Linked DNA regions of Mus musculus: all the other regions are linked to region 1. The links are chromatin contacts, called in public capture Hi-C and promoter capture Hi-C maps. All regions are on one chromosome and are shown on one strand. The core of a region is the stretch at or near the end of the contact, and the rest is flanking DNA. Distances in the headings are between cores, read along the strand shown. Region 1 holds the start of BC005537 (cDNA sequence BC005537). Region 2 holds the start of H2bc9 (H2B clustered histone 9). Region 3 holds the start of H2ac8 (H2A clustered histone 8). Region 4 holds the start of H1f4 (H1.4 linker histone, cluster member). Region 5 holds the start of H1f2 (H1.2 linker histone, cluster member).

Region 1 (2,590 bases), core at 64-2,563:
CCTTGAAACCCATTCGCATAGTCCCTTTTCAGAAAAGGGATTAAGAAATTGAGAAAAGGGAGGGAAAATTGTGATGTTGCTTCCCAAATACAGGGAAAAAAAAAATACCCCCCCCAAAACAAAAAACCCAAAAACTGAAAACCACCAAAACAGGGTAGGTGAATGAAACTGAAATCCCCAGTTGGATTTTACCCAGCCAGATCCATGGCTGTAGTACCTGATTAATTCTTAGTTATTTCAGATTTCACTACTGCTATGAACTGTCAGTGCTTTGCTATTGATTACACTTGGTGGTGAGCAAAGAGAAAAGTGCAAAATCAGCAGAGAAAGAAGGGGAGAGGTACAGGGTTTCCCTGCAATCAACTACAGTGTATACCGGGGGTGGACAGCTGTTGCCCAAAGGAGTCATGAGAAAAAACAGCGGAGTCATTACCAACTTCCCCATCACCCACGTTTTCACCCTCAGGCGGCTGCGAACGCTGCTGCCAAGGAGAACCATGATGGCAGAGGGAAAGGGGGGTCTATTAAACGGTATTAATAGTTATTCCGGCTCTGTGATTAGCCCTGATTAATGCCCGGGATCCAAGCACCCTTAGCCCTGCGGTGGGTTCTACATTCCCCGGGGAGCCCTCCGTATAAATTTGACCCCGTTCAAGTTCGGGATGGTAGGGAGTTCGATTATCTTCGTGTGAGCATGGCTGAGGCTAAGGTGGCGGGTTCTCCCACGTCCCAGGCCGGGCCCGGGGATCACCTGCCTTCGACCCCCAGGTCCCACCCACAACCCCTGGCCTTCAGCGGCAGCGACTCACTCGCACCACGGGAGACACTGGATCACTCGGGTTCTCACTCATTTCAATGTGGAAACAATTCCCGCCCGGGTAGAGGAGGCGGGAAGAGAGTTAAGTAGGAAGGATCAGTTGGGAGGAGGGGAAAAGAAGAGAATAATCGTGTTAATAATAATTACTTCTTAAAAGGAAGCCCACCCTCCCACCCCAAAAAAAAGCAAGGAATGAAGTTCCCGGGTTCTAGATTCGCTTTTCCCGTTCAACAGCCCATGTTTCCCGAGTGGGGGCGGCTGGGTGGTTTCCCAAGGGGACAGAGAGGCCGGGATCTAGGCGGCAGGGCGGGGTCCCCGCGGAGAGGAGAGCGGGACTCGCAGGCCGACCGTCGGTGGGCCGTCTAGCCGCAGCCTGCGGGCGGAGCGGCGGCTGCGGAGGAGGAGGCGGCGGCGGCGGCGGGGGCGCTGCTCGTGGCGCGGGCGGGAGCCATGTCAAGAGAACACGACGGGCCGACGGAGCCCCTCCATGCCCGCTGCGCTGCGCTCTGTGGCCGGGCCACGCGCGCTGCTGCCGCCACTCAGCCCCCACCTGGGCCCCATAGTCGGGCTCGGCGCCCCGGGCGGCGACGGAGGGAAGGACGCGGCGCGGGGTTGGTAGGGGGAGGGGGGAGACGGCGAGGAAGAGGAAAGCGCGCGGGAGGGAAGAGGGAAGGAGGGGAGCCCTGCGCTACGGCCTGTCCGCGGAGTGAGCCCGGCAAAGTTGTCTCGGTTCGAGCGTCGGCTCCCGAGGCCTGCTTCGCCCAACAGTCCGGTTCAGGAAGATAGTCCAAGAGAGAGCCCCGACGGATGGGGGGAGAGAGCCGCAACGGAGGAGGAGGTCGAGCGTCCGCGGGGCCACAGCCTCGGTTCCCCCACCCCCCGCACCGGAGTGGCTTCAGAAGCAGCGGCTGCCGCTGGAACCTCCCGGGTCCGGGGCTGAGTCGCGTTTGAGGAAAAGAAACAAGAACAAACAACTTAAAATGGCAGCGACGGCTGCTGCGTCACCCGCCCCTCCGCGGCACCGCCCCGAGCGCTCTACGCCTGCGCGCGCCCCGGACGCTACCATCTGTGGCAAAAACTGAAGGGGGAGGCGGGAAAAGAAGCGTGAAGGTTTTCACAGTTATGGAGACAGAAAAACCGAAAAGCTAGTAATGTGTGACATATAAAAGTCGGTATAAATAGTGAGTAGCTTTGAAATTAGGCTTTCAGTAAGATACTTCTTTTCCTAGGGGTGTTTGAGAACACACATTTCCCCTATTTATCAATATGGAAAGTCCTAAGGCGTGGCAAGGGTCTCCCGCCACTCCCTCCGCCCCTCTGTCCCTCCGTCAGGCTGTCCAGGTCTCCCCCGCCCCGTCCTTTTACGTCATAAGAGCACGCCCCCTACGCCCTCCATGACGAAGCGGAGAGAGTAGCTCCACCCTGGGCTATGCTGGGGAGCGGTAGTTGGACTTAGGGGGTGGGGTAGGGTGGGGGTCCTGTTAAAGCAGCGGTTCTCAACCTGTGGGTCGCACCCCATACGGGAGAATCCAATGATCCTTTTATAGAGGTTGCCTAAGACCATCGGAAAACATTAACATTCATAACAGCAGCAACATTACAGTTAAGAAGTAGCAACAGAAATTTACGGTTGGGAGTCAGCACAATATGAGGAACAGTACTGAAGGATCTTAGCAATGGGGAGGTTGAGAATCACTGCTCCAGAGATGCTCAAAAGCCAAAGCCGGGGAAGTGGGCGGAAAAATGGGTGTTGGAAGGGCCAGAGTGAGGAAG
Region 2 (2,590 bases), core at 44-2,543, 1.3 Mb after region 1:
GCGCAGGTCGGTCTTGAAGTCCTGCGCGATCTCGCGCACCAGGCGCTGGAACGGCAGCTTGCGGATCAGCAGCTCGGTCGACTTCTGGTAGCGCCGGATCTCGCGCAGCGCCACGGTGCCGGGACGGTAGCGGTGAGGTTTCTTCACGCCGCCGGTGGCCGGGGCGCTCTTGCGGGCGGCCTTGGTGGCCAGCTGCTTGCGCGGGGCCTTGCCGCCAGTGGACTTGCGAGCGGTCTGCTTAGTACGAGCCATTTCTACAAAGAAATAGGAAATGCAGAGGTTAGGTTCTGGGTTCCTTTTATAGAAGGAACATGCTCCTGATTGGTTGAAATCTTCAAATGCCTATGATGTATGCGGAAGTACTTGGTAATTGGATAACAGGTCTCAACTTCAAATTTGTGACCAATAGAAATCTGGTTTATTACCTGGCTTACTCCTCTTTGTTAACTATTGCTTCCTCAGCCACATTGTTACCATTAAGTACCGTAATTGTTACATTTTCGTCAAAACATTTTAATAAGAGATACTATGTAGATTTTGGCGATACCACAGCGGCCCCAAGGATTACTTGTTGAACTTGGTTACCCGAACTGAGTTTTTTCTTTTTCCTTACTTTATATTTAAGGAGATGTAAGGGAGCAGTTTACTATCCGGACCAAAATAAAACCGAACAGGCACACCCAACTTTGTACATCTTTTAATGACTTTTACAAATGTCTTAGCATGAGTAACCCTAATTATCTTCAGAAAAACACTAGCATGTTTTCTAGTAACTATGTACAGGATTCATTGAAATTGCACAACTGTTGTAGCGTGGCAGTACCTCTAAGGGTTCTTGGGCCAAATGAAAAGCATGCCTACTTTAGCCGGACTGTACAATAATTATTTCTGGAAGCTCTAGGTGAATAGTATGTGATGTCTCCCATTCTTAATCTTTCTTCATAGACAATTTCAAAACAGGAAACCAACTTTACATGTAGCTAGAATTTATATATGAATTTTGTATCTAGGGAGAGATTTTTATTGATACTACTAACAAAATAACTTTTAAAAGAAAAATGGCTTTGACTTTAGTACAGTATCAAACCAACTTTTTCCTAAAAACTATTTCGTCTAGTTTTCATAGAGTCTATTGGCTAAACTTGGCCAATCAGAAGAAAGAAACGAGTCTTCATTTGAATAGAGCCCTGTAAAGTTCGGTCCGCTTCTCCGTGATACTTACGCAACTAACCACTGAGCGAATATGCTTCCTTTGATTGGACAGTTAGTGCTTGACGTTTGCAGACTCTCTGACAAGGACAGCCACCGCTTTATTTAAAGAGCAGGAAAGGAACGGAACAGTTCAATATCTCTTTTCTTGGCCTACCTTCATTCTCTGTTCACTATGCCTGAGCCCGCCAAGTCCGCTCCTGCCCCGAAGAAGGGCTCCAAGAAGGCCCTGACCAAGGCCCAGAAGAAGGACGGCAAGAAGCGCAAGCGCAGCCGCAAGGAGAGCTACTCGGTGTACGTGTACAAGGTGCTGAAGCAAGTGCACCCCGACACCGGCATCTCCTCCAAAGCCATGGGCATCATGAACTCGTTCGTGAACGACATCTTCGAGCGCATCGCGGGCGAGGCGTCCCGCCTGGCGCATTACAACAAGCGCTCGACCATCACGTCCCGGGAGATCCAGACGGCCGTGCGCCTGCTGCTGCCCGGGGAGCTGGCCAAGCACGCCGTGTCGGAGGGCACCAAGGCTGTCACCAAGTACACCAGCTCCAAGTGAGTGCTCAAGACTCAGCTCTTAACCCAAAGGCTCTTTTCAGAGCCACTCAAGACTTCAAAATTGGAGCTTTAATGCTGACTTAGTGACTACCGGGAAAATAACTGACTTCATCTGCAGGATTGTGTACAAACACTTATGGTTTAGTAAATCAAAAGATAGACATTGCCCATCAGTTCTGTCTGGTCCACTTAAATATGCTTTTTCTTAGAAGTTCTAAGAACCCTGTCATACCTATCTAGGTCCAGTCCTTGAGTTTCAAAAGGCCAAATACCCAAATGTTTCAGTTTTCCAGTTCAGGGAAGTAAATCTGCATGGTTTGCCACTGTACTGGCTAGTTTTGTCTCAACTTGACACAGCTGGAGTTACCACAGAGAAAGGAGCTTCAGTTGAGGAAATGCCTCCATGAGATCCAACTGTAAGGCATTTTCTCAATTAGTAATCAAGGAGGAAAGGCCCCTTGTGGGTGGGACCATCTCTGGGCTGGTAGTCTTAGTTCTATAAGAGAGCAGGCTGAGCAAGCCAGGAGAAGCAAGCCAGTAAGAACATCCCTCCGTGGCCTCTGCATCAGCTCCTGCTTTCTGACCTGCTTGAGTTCCAATCCTGACTTCCTTGGTGATGAACAGCAATGTGGAATTGTAAGCTGGATAAGCGGTTTCCTCCCCAACTTGCTTCTTGGTCATGATGTTTGTGCAGGAATAGAAACCCTGACTAAAACAGCCACTAACCTGTATTTCTGAATATTTTAAGTGGAATGTTTAAAACTGAAACTCCAAATAGCCTGGGTATGATTTTGTTTAGGGATTAGGTGGGTAAAACTCAAAAATA
Region 3 (2,590 bases), core at 42-2,541, 1.2 Mb after region 1:
AGGGTAGTGACTAAGCAAAAGATATAACTGCAATCAATTGCCTTGAAACTAAAGGAAGCATCAAGGAGAGAGCAGCTTAGAACATCTGAAAGCAACTTTGGATCCTCACTTGGCTTAGATCAAAGCATAACCTTCATTGAGACTTATTAAAATTTAAAATGCAGTTTTATAATGTATTCTCACAGGTTCAAAATTTACTGATGTTAATACTAGAATTACACTTTTCTTTAGTGTTTTAATGGGAGAGTGATGCTGGCAGTTTAGAATTACACTGGCATCAATGTTAGCCTCTGTTGGTTACCTCATTGGTCATAAAAAAACAATGCCATAAAAACCTATCCTAGCACTCCCTTCGTACAATGTAATCACATCTGAAAGGGAATAGTTGAAATAATGAAGAGAAAACTTGAAAATTTCATTCCACTTCTTATGCACTCTGGAGAAGAAAATCTAAGGACTGAAGCCATCAATCAGCTCTCAAAAGGTAGTTACTGTGTAGTTTACAAATTGATAGTGTATCTGGCAGCGCGTTGGTTACACTGAGGCAAACATATTCTTCACACTAACATACACTTAGCTAATATTGTGTCATTTCCCAGCGTTATAATACAAAAGCCAAGCATTACAAAGCACTTAAAGTGACAGTATGGGTGGCTCTGAAAAGAGCCTTTGGGTTAGGAGTGTGAGTTAAATGAACTCACTTGGAGCTGGTGTACTTAGTGACAGCCTTGGTGCCCTCCGACACGGCGTGCTTGGCCAGCTCCCCGGGCAGCAGCAGGCGCACGGCCGTCTGGATCTCCCGGGACGTGATGGTCGAGCGCTTGTTGTAATGCGCCAGGCGGGACGCCTCGCCCGCGATGCGCTCGAAGATGTCGTTCACGAACGAGTTCATGATGCCCATGGCCTTGGAGGAGATGCCGGTGTCGGGGTGCACTTGCTTCAGCACCTTGTACACGTACACCGAGTAGCTCTCCTTGCGGCTGCGCTTGCGCTTCTTGCCGTCCTTCTTCTGGGCCTTGGTCACGGCCTTCTTGGAGCCCTTCTTCGGGGCAGGAGCGGACTTCGCAGGCTCGGGCATGGTAGAAACAAGCAACAAAGAGAAAGATAAAACAGGAAATGAGATGTGGGAGAAGCTTCGTTCTTGCCATTTTATAGAGGTTCTATGCAAATAAGGGACTCAAAAGTAGTCAACTCTGATTTGAAGGCCAGTTAGTGACACCATTACCCAAATTAGATTGTATTGTACCTCTTTCCTTATTGGCTGCAGAGGAAAGATAGTTTTAACCAATCACACATCAGCTTTTCCACTTCCATGTACGAGTATAAGTAGCTTCTCGTCTGGCCTTTTAGTACCGCTTCGTTGTAATTCTTTGCAATTATAATTTCCTACCTTCTTGCGTCAATGTCTGGACGTGGCAAACAGGGTGGCAAGGCTCGCGCCAAGGCCAAGACCCGCTCCTCCCGGGCCGGCCTGCAGTTTCCCGTGGGCCGCGTGCACCGGCTGCTCCGCAAAGGCAACTACTCGGAGCGCGTGGGCGCCGGCGCCCCGGTGTACCTGGCGGCCGTGCTGGAGTACCTGACGGCCGAGATCCTGGAGCTGGCGGGCAACGCGGCCCGCGACAACAAGAAGACGCGCATCATCCCGCGCCACCTGCAGCTGGCCATCCGCAACGACGAGGAGCTCAACAAGCTGCTGGGCCGCGTGACCATCGCGCAGGGCGGCGTCCTGCCCAACATCCAGGCCGTGCTGCTGCCCAAGAAGACCGAGAGCCACCACAAGGCCAAGGGGAAATAAGATCTTTCTTCTAATCTCGTAAAAAAAACAAAGGCTCTTTTCAGAGCCATTCACTTAATTCAGTAAAGTGCTGAAATACTATAAGCCTTAAGTGGATTTAGGACTAAAATTTCCGATTTGTATTCAATGGCATAAGAAAATTCAACCTGTCAATTGTCCCCCAGCTTCTCCAATAAATGGGTCAATTTTTTTCAGATTCATAAGATTGCCCACTAGGACATGTGTGCATATGAGCAAAATGACCGTGAAGTTACTTTTATGCCAAGAGTATCAATTTCCATGAAACAACAGAATTGTAATTATTTGGCAACATGGTTAAAATGTTCTGCACATGTTACTGTGCACATAACGTTCTGACACAATAGGGTAGGTAAAGCCCTGCTAATGACATGGAGGGTTGCTTTTGATTTTGGGTTTTATTTTCTAGGCAGCGTCTTAACTAGTAGCTCCGGCTGTCTTGGAACTCATTAAGTTGTTCAAACTGGCTTCAATCTCACAGAGATCCTGCCTCTACCTTCCTTTTGGTAGGATTAAAGGCTTGACCACTATGCCCAGCCAATGCAGGCTAAAGGGCTTTTGGCTTCAGAAAAAAAAAAAAAAAAGACTCAAAGCCAGTATTCATTAAAACTAAAGTGAACTTGATTTGTTTTAATTATTCAATCTTGATTAATTCTATTTCATTATTTGTGAAAGTTGAGCAGTTCAAAGACTGGAACTTAAAAAGTAGAAGTACTAAAAAATGAAGTCTGAGATGGCAAAGTACTGTTCAACTACTACTTAATACTCATTGCTTGC
Region 4 (2,590 bases), core at 45-2,544, 1.2 Mb after region 1:
ACCAAACATCCCAGAAATAATTACTGACACTGGATTATCATTGATCTCCTAGTCGTTACCTTGGTTGAACAGCTACATAAATAAAACAACCCATTTAACACCTTCAAGGCATGTCTTTGAATCTGTTTGAATGTCTTCTCAAATATGATTCTAAGATTAAATCTTAACCCCTCATTTACCCTGAGGAGATCCACGAAACATTATTCCCATGTTTCCATAAGGAGTAGCCATATATGGAGAACAGCTGTTCAGTAACGGGGCTAGGATTCTGTAACGAAGGCAGTAGAGATGTTCTGAGCTATATTTCTCATGTGTGTTTCTCTTGATCAATGGCTCAGTTATCTAGTTTTAATATACCACATTACAATTTAGTCCTAAAACATGTCAGAAGAACTATGCAAGACCCAAGAGAAATTCCTCAAAGTAAATCCCACCTTCATTTCCAAAGACGTTGAAAACAGCATTTATATGTTTCTTGGAAATTAGTCATTTTTATGTCTGCACCATAAGTATGTTTTGTACTCTCCCCCGACCCCAGTACTCTGAATTTGAGGTACCTCAACCCAAAGGAGTAGTTTGTCCAGAGAAATAGAAAAGCAACAGCCCCGCCCCCAACCCATGGGAACAGAAAGAAAAGAATTATACTAAGAAATTATTTTAAAACTTAGGAGAAGCGGCAGAAATAAAACCATAGATATATAGACTCATGGCCTATGAGAGAAGAATTTAACTCAAAATGGTAAATAATCTGTTAAGCATTGAACTAAACCAGTTTGATGAACTCAAATGCCCTCTGCTCAATAGGCAGGACTCTCGGAGGAGCCTGTGTTACTTCCTTCACTTAAGTGCAGATTTGTAATAAAAATCATAATGCCAAAGGCAAGGTTTTGGGCTACACAAGAAGCTAACCACTTGGAGAATCGTCTTTGATGGGTCAGAAAACTGTACAGTCCAAGATCAGTTTATAATTTACGAAGAAAATAGAAAGTTTTGTTTCTCTGAGTTGAAATTTGCTGAACACCGCAGGAAATATTGCAAGTTTTTGGCAGAAGGCTTAATGCTTTGCTCACTTTTTGAGATGTGCATGAAGCCCGAGACTTCGGGGAACATTATTTTTTAAAAATCGGGCAATTCGATGTAGGGAATTTTGACATTTTTGGCTTTTTTTGAGGTGTAACAAACACAACTCCGCATCTGAGAGGACACTCCGCGGCTGCCAGCGAGGCGGGCTGGACAGCGCACCAATCACGGCGCAGCTCCGCCCTATATAAACGGGCGGGCGCAGCGCCGCGGCCCGAGTCCTGGCCAGTCCCTCTGCTTCCGGCTCGAGTTCTCTCTCCTCACACGCTTCGCCATGTCCGAGACCGCGCCTGCTGCGCCCGCCGCACCGGCCCCCGCCGAGAAGACACCCGTCAAGAAGAAGGCCCGCAAGGCCGCAGGTGGCGCGAAGCGCAAAACCTCCGGACCCCCGGTGTCCGAACTCATCACCAAGGCTGTGGCCGCCTCCAAGGAGCGCAGCGGCGTGTCCCTGGCTGCGCTCAAGAAGGCGCTGGCGGCCGCGGGGTACGATGTGGAGAAGAACAACAGCCGCATCAAGCTCGGCCTGAAGAGCCTGGTGAGCAAGGGTACCCTGGTGCAGACCAAGGGCACCGGCGCCTCCGGCTCCTTCAAACTCAACAAGAAGGCGGCTTCCGGTGAGGCTAAGCCCAAAGCAAAAAGGGCAGGCGCGGCCAAGGCGAAGAAGCCTGCGGGCGCAGCCAAGAAGCCCAAGAAGGCTGCGGGGACAGCCACCGCCAAGAAGAGCACCAAGAAGACTCCAAAGAAAGCGAAGAAGCCAGCTGCAGCTGCAGGAGCCAAAAAAGCTAAGAGCCCGAAGAAGGCAAAGGCAACTAAGGCTAAGAAGGCGCCCAAGAGCCCTGCCAAGGCGAAAACGGTAAAGCCTAAAGCGGCCAAACCAAAAACCTCCAAGCCTAAGGCAGCTAAGCCAAAGAAAACCGCAGCCAAGAAAAAGTAAATTTTCTTTGGCCAACTGCTTAGAAGCCCAACAACCCAAAGGCTCTTTTCAGAGCCACCCACAACTCTCAGTAAAAGAGCTGTTGCACATTCACAGGGGGTGTGGTTAGGGTGGGAACAAACCTTAGTGGGCTGAGCTTAGCAGAGGAGGCTGGGGATATGTGGGTGTGCGCAATGGTGTTAACTCTAGCTTAGCTATCTGAAGGTCTGTACATAATCTCCTGTATGTGTGGTGGTGGTGGGTAAGTTCATATCCCACAAGTGACCCTTAGAGACCATGGGAATGAAGTAGTTTACTCCCGGCTGCCACGTCGATAACTTTTAAGGGAGATAGCAGAATGATTTAGAGATAGAATCTTAAGCATTGAGCGATTCAGTGCGTAAAGAGCAGGATCGATGTCCTGACAACCCCACCCGCATCTCATCTCAGTTCTGACTGCTGAAATCAAGCATACAAACCCAACTAGAGTACTTTTTTTTCTGTGTTCCCCCATGTTTGATAGCGATCGTGCTTAAATAGGTTAGCTATAGCAGATTTGTGCAGTTTAATTCGTACGTCCCGATTGGTGAAAGCGAA
Region 5 (2,590 bases), core at 42-2,541, 1.1 Mb after region 1:
CGCAGTTCAACCCACAACTCCATCGCTGTGGCAAACAAACCGAAAGTACGAGAAGCAATCGTCTCAGTCCCGAGTCCAACTTAACTGTGCAGGCTAGTCGTTCCGGCAGCTACCCCATGTCTTTAATATTAAGGAAGGCAGTTCGTTGGCGCCAGCACCCCACCTTCTCCCAAACTTCCAGGCTAACCCCCACAAGAGGCTGAGCATAGAAGCCACCTACAAGCCCCGGATGCGTTTCTCCAGGCAGGAAGCTCAAACTTCGGGATGGCGCCCAATCAAACGAAGAACTAGAGTCCTGGGCCGGAGTGAGCCAACCCACAAGCAGGGCGGAACTTTCAAATCACCTTGCAGTCCAATACGAACTAGCGCCGAGGGTTGCTTTCTGCTGCTGACAGCCGTGGGAGGGTGTTCCAGCCCATAGCACTTCCTGAGCAGCCCAGCACAAACAAGTCTAGGTGGGACACGCAACCCCACCCATCCCACCGGGGGAGCGAGTGCTGCCGGGATCGAGTCCCTTGCAACCTTGCTTCATTAATCACACAAATGTCACAGCTCTTAAGTGGGAGTGGTGGCTCTGAAAAGAGCCTTTTGGATTGTTAGGGGAGGCAGCCTACTTTTTCTTGGCTGCAACCTTCTTGGCCTTGGCAACCTTGGGCTTGGCAGCCTTTGGCTTTACGGCTTTAGACGCGCTCTTGACCTTCTTGGGCTTGGTGACCTTCGCCTTCTTTGGGCTCTTGGCCACTTTCTTGGTCACAGCCGCCGCCGCGGGCTTCTTCGCCTTCTTCGGGGTCTTCTTGGCCGCCTTTTTGGGTGTGGCAGCACCAGTCGCCTTCTTAGGCTTCTTGGCTGCTCCCGCGGGCTTCTTCGCCTTGGCCGCGCCTGCCTTCTTAGCCTGGGGTTTGGCCTCGCCAGAAGCCGCCTTCTTGTTGAGTTTGAAGGAGCCGGAGGCACCGGTGCCCTTGGTTTGCACCAGGATGCCCTTGCTCACCAGGCTCTTCAGGCCGAGCTTGATGCGGCTGTTGTTCTTCTCCACATCGTACCCCGCGGCCGCCAGCGCCTTCTTGAGCGCAGCCAGGGACACGCCGCTGCGCTCCTTGGAGGCGGCCACAGCCTTGGTGATGAGCTCGGACACCGGGGGTCCGGACGCCTTACGGCGCACCCCGGCGGGCTTCTTGGCGGCCTTCTTTTTGGCAGGCGCCTTCTCCGCAGGGGGCGCGGCAGCGGGGGCAGCAGGAGCAGCCTCAGACATGATGAGTCTCTGGAAGTCAGGAACTAGTGGCAGTACGCCGATAGAGTAGCGCGGGCCCGGCGCTGTATATATAGAGCGCAGGCGCGCGCTGATTGGTGCTCCAGCGGCCTGCCTGGCAAGCTCTGAGCAGCCGCGCTGCGCCCAACTTGTGTTTGTTACACTTCACAAAAAGGAGAAAATATTAAAATATCTTGCACCAAATCTCTCGAGTTTGGTCGGTAAAGGATCCGAGAAGTCTCAGGCTTCAGGATATATGTTTATTTTTTCCTCATCCCTAAAGACAACGCGCCTAGGAGTCCCTAATTCCCCCAACTCCAAAGGAAGTCCGGGGTAGATAGAGACCACTTTCTGTTTTTCTTCTAAATTACCTGGTCGCTCCTTTGCCCTTGAAAGTTCTTTTTCTCAGGGATTATAGAGCACATCCTTCCCTTAATTTAGGGACAAAAATGAAACGATTTCCGCCTAAATTTTCACAATTATTCTGTTTCTTCGCAAGGGAAGTAACACAAGTCCTTAGTGACTTCTGATTACAGACCCACCACAACTATGGACTAGGACTGGGATTTCCAGTATAAAACACTTGGGGTAAATTGAGAGGGGGTTCATAGGCCTTGGGGGTGTATAATGTGGTGGGGGGGGTTAGGACTTAAATATCTGATTTAAAGACACTGACTTTAAAATGCTTTACATTGGTGGGGGCGGGGCACCCCATTGACTTCTATAAAGGGAGACCTTGGGCTATATTTTTAAAGCTCCTGGTTCCCCTCTGAGTTTTGCAAGGTAGGGGTCTAGCTCTGAAGAATAAAGATAATAAGAAGGGAAAGGAACCCTAAAAGTCTATATGAGCCCTCCTCTCCCCCAAATGCCAAATTAGAGTCTTTGAAAGATCTGTTTTTAAAGTGATGAGGATTTAGTTGCTTATTTGGCAGCAATACAGATATAAGTTTCAGTGCACGGGAATTCTAATCTAGAAAATAGTTTGTCTTAGTACAGGAGGACCTTCTAGACTTGGAGACTATGAGATGCAGATGTCAGTAAACTTACTGGCTTTCCAAAGGTTACCTTTGGCATAGATTTGAACAAGCTAAATATTTGAAATAGAAAATGTAACCAATTTTACCAATAAGATAAGAGACAAGATAAGTACAAATTATCATGTCATCTATAGTGGACAGCTGTATGTCATCTCTTCTCAGTTCCTCGGAATATGGCAATCTGCATTCTAGTCAACTTTGCTTTGTTAGCTTAAGGTTTTCAGCTTCATATTTCAATAACTACAACATGGTTTTGTTGTTAGAGAAAATACAAGATAAACTCTCTGCTAGTATAATTAATACATGG

The links. Promoter capture Hi-C pulls out the DNA fragments that hold promoters and counts their contacts. Capture Hi-C pulls out chosen DNA fragments and counts their contacts.
Region 2: a contact with region 1 is called in a promoter capture Hi-C map of liver, with 4 times the contacts expected there. The contact joins the promoter of H2bc9 here to the promoter of BC005537 in region 1. A contact is called at or near these places in 7 of 39 promoter capture datasets (the 3T3-L1 cell line, the HPC-7 cell line, HPC-7-derived erythroid cells and 4 more), 2 of 484 Hi-C or Micro-C datasets (bone marrow-derived macrophages and cerebellum), 2 of 115 datasets of contacts at active chromatin or transcription factors (astrocytes and bone marrow-derived dendritic cells) and 2 of 9 other capture datasets (adipose tissue and macrophages).
Region 3: a contact with region 1 is called in a capture Hi-C map of macrophages, with 5 times the contacts expected there. The contact joins the promoter of H2ac8 here to the promoter of BC005537 in region 1. A contact is called at or near these places in 5 of 39 promoter capture datasets (the HPC-7 cell line, HPC-7-derived erythroid cells, cranial neural crest and 3 more), 1 of 484 Hi-C or Micro-C datasets (cerebellum), 4 of 115 datasets of contacts at active chromatin or transcription factors (astrocytes, bone marrow-derived dendritic cells, bone marrow-derived macrophages and 1 more) and 2 of 9 other capture datasets (adipose tissue and macrophages).
Region 4: a promoter capture Hi-C map of erythroid cells shows a contact between it and region 1, with 7 times the contacts expected there. The contact joins the promoter of H1f4 here to the promoter of BC005537 in region 1. A contact is called at or near these places in 1 of 39 promoter capture datasets (erythroid cells), 1 of 484 Hi-C or Micro-C datasets (B cells) and 1 of 9 other capture datasets (macrophages).
Region 5: a contact with region 1 is called in a promoter capture Hi-C map of liver, with 3 times the contacts expected there. The contact joins the promoter of H1f2 here to the promoter of BC005537 in region 1. A contact is called at or near these places in 9 of 39 promoter capture datasets (the HPC-7 cell line, cranial neural crest, embryonic stem cells and 4 more), 1 of 484 Hi-C or Micro-C datasets (muscle stem cells), 3 of 115 datasets of contacts at active chromatin or transcription factors (bone marrow-derived dendritic cells, embryonic stem cells and stem cell-derived neural progenitor cells) and 3 of 9 other capture datasets (adipose tissue, liver and macrophages).

Annotation. Positions count from the first base shown.
Region 1 is chr13:24,800,380-24,802,969 of GRCm38.p6, reverse strand. BC005537 (cDNA sequence BC005537) reads right to left here and starts at 1,313. Exons shown (of 5, transcript NM_024473.3): 1 at 1-1,313.
Region 2 is chr13:23,542,147-23,544,736 of GRCm38.p6, reverse strand. It overlaps H2bc9 (H2B clustered histone 9), which reads left to right and starts at 1,293. Exons shown (of 1, transcript NM_178197.2): 1 at 1,293-1,814. The coding sequence starts at 1,385. The coding sequence ends at 1,765. H3c7 (H3 clustered histone 7) reads right to left here and starts at 685. Exons shown (of 1, transcript NM_013548.4): 1 at 1-685. The coding sequence starts at 252.
Region 3 is chr13:23,569,921-23,572,510 of GRCm38.p6, reverse strand. H2ac8 (H2A clustered histone 8) reads left to right here and starts at 1,291. Exons shown (of 1, transcript NM_178187.4): 1 at 1,291-1,848. The coding sequence starts at 1,403. The coding sequence ends at 1,795. It overlaps H2bc8 (H2B clustered histone 8), which reads right to left and starts at 1,111. Exons shown (of 1, transcript NM_178196.4): 1 at 648-1,111. The coding sequence starts at 1,078. The coding sequence ends at 698.
Region 4 is chr13:23,621,262-23,623,851 of GRCm38.p6, reverse strand. It overlaps H1f4 (H1.4 linker histone, cluster member), which reads left to right and starts at 1,294. Exons shown (of 1, transcript NM_015787.4): 1 at 1,294-2,075. The coding sequence starts at 1,355. The coding sequence ends at 2,014.
Region 5 is chr13:23,737,508-23,740,097 of GRCm38.p6, reverse strand. It overlaps H1f2 (H1.2 linker histone, cluster member), which reads right to left and starts at 1,291. Exons shown (of 1, transcript NM_015786.3): 1 at 567-1,291. The coding sequence starts at 1,249. The coding sequence ends at 611.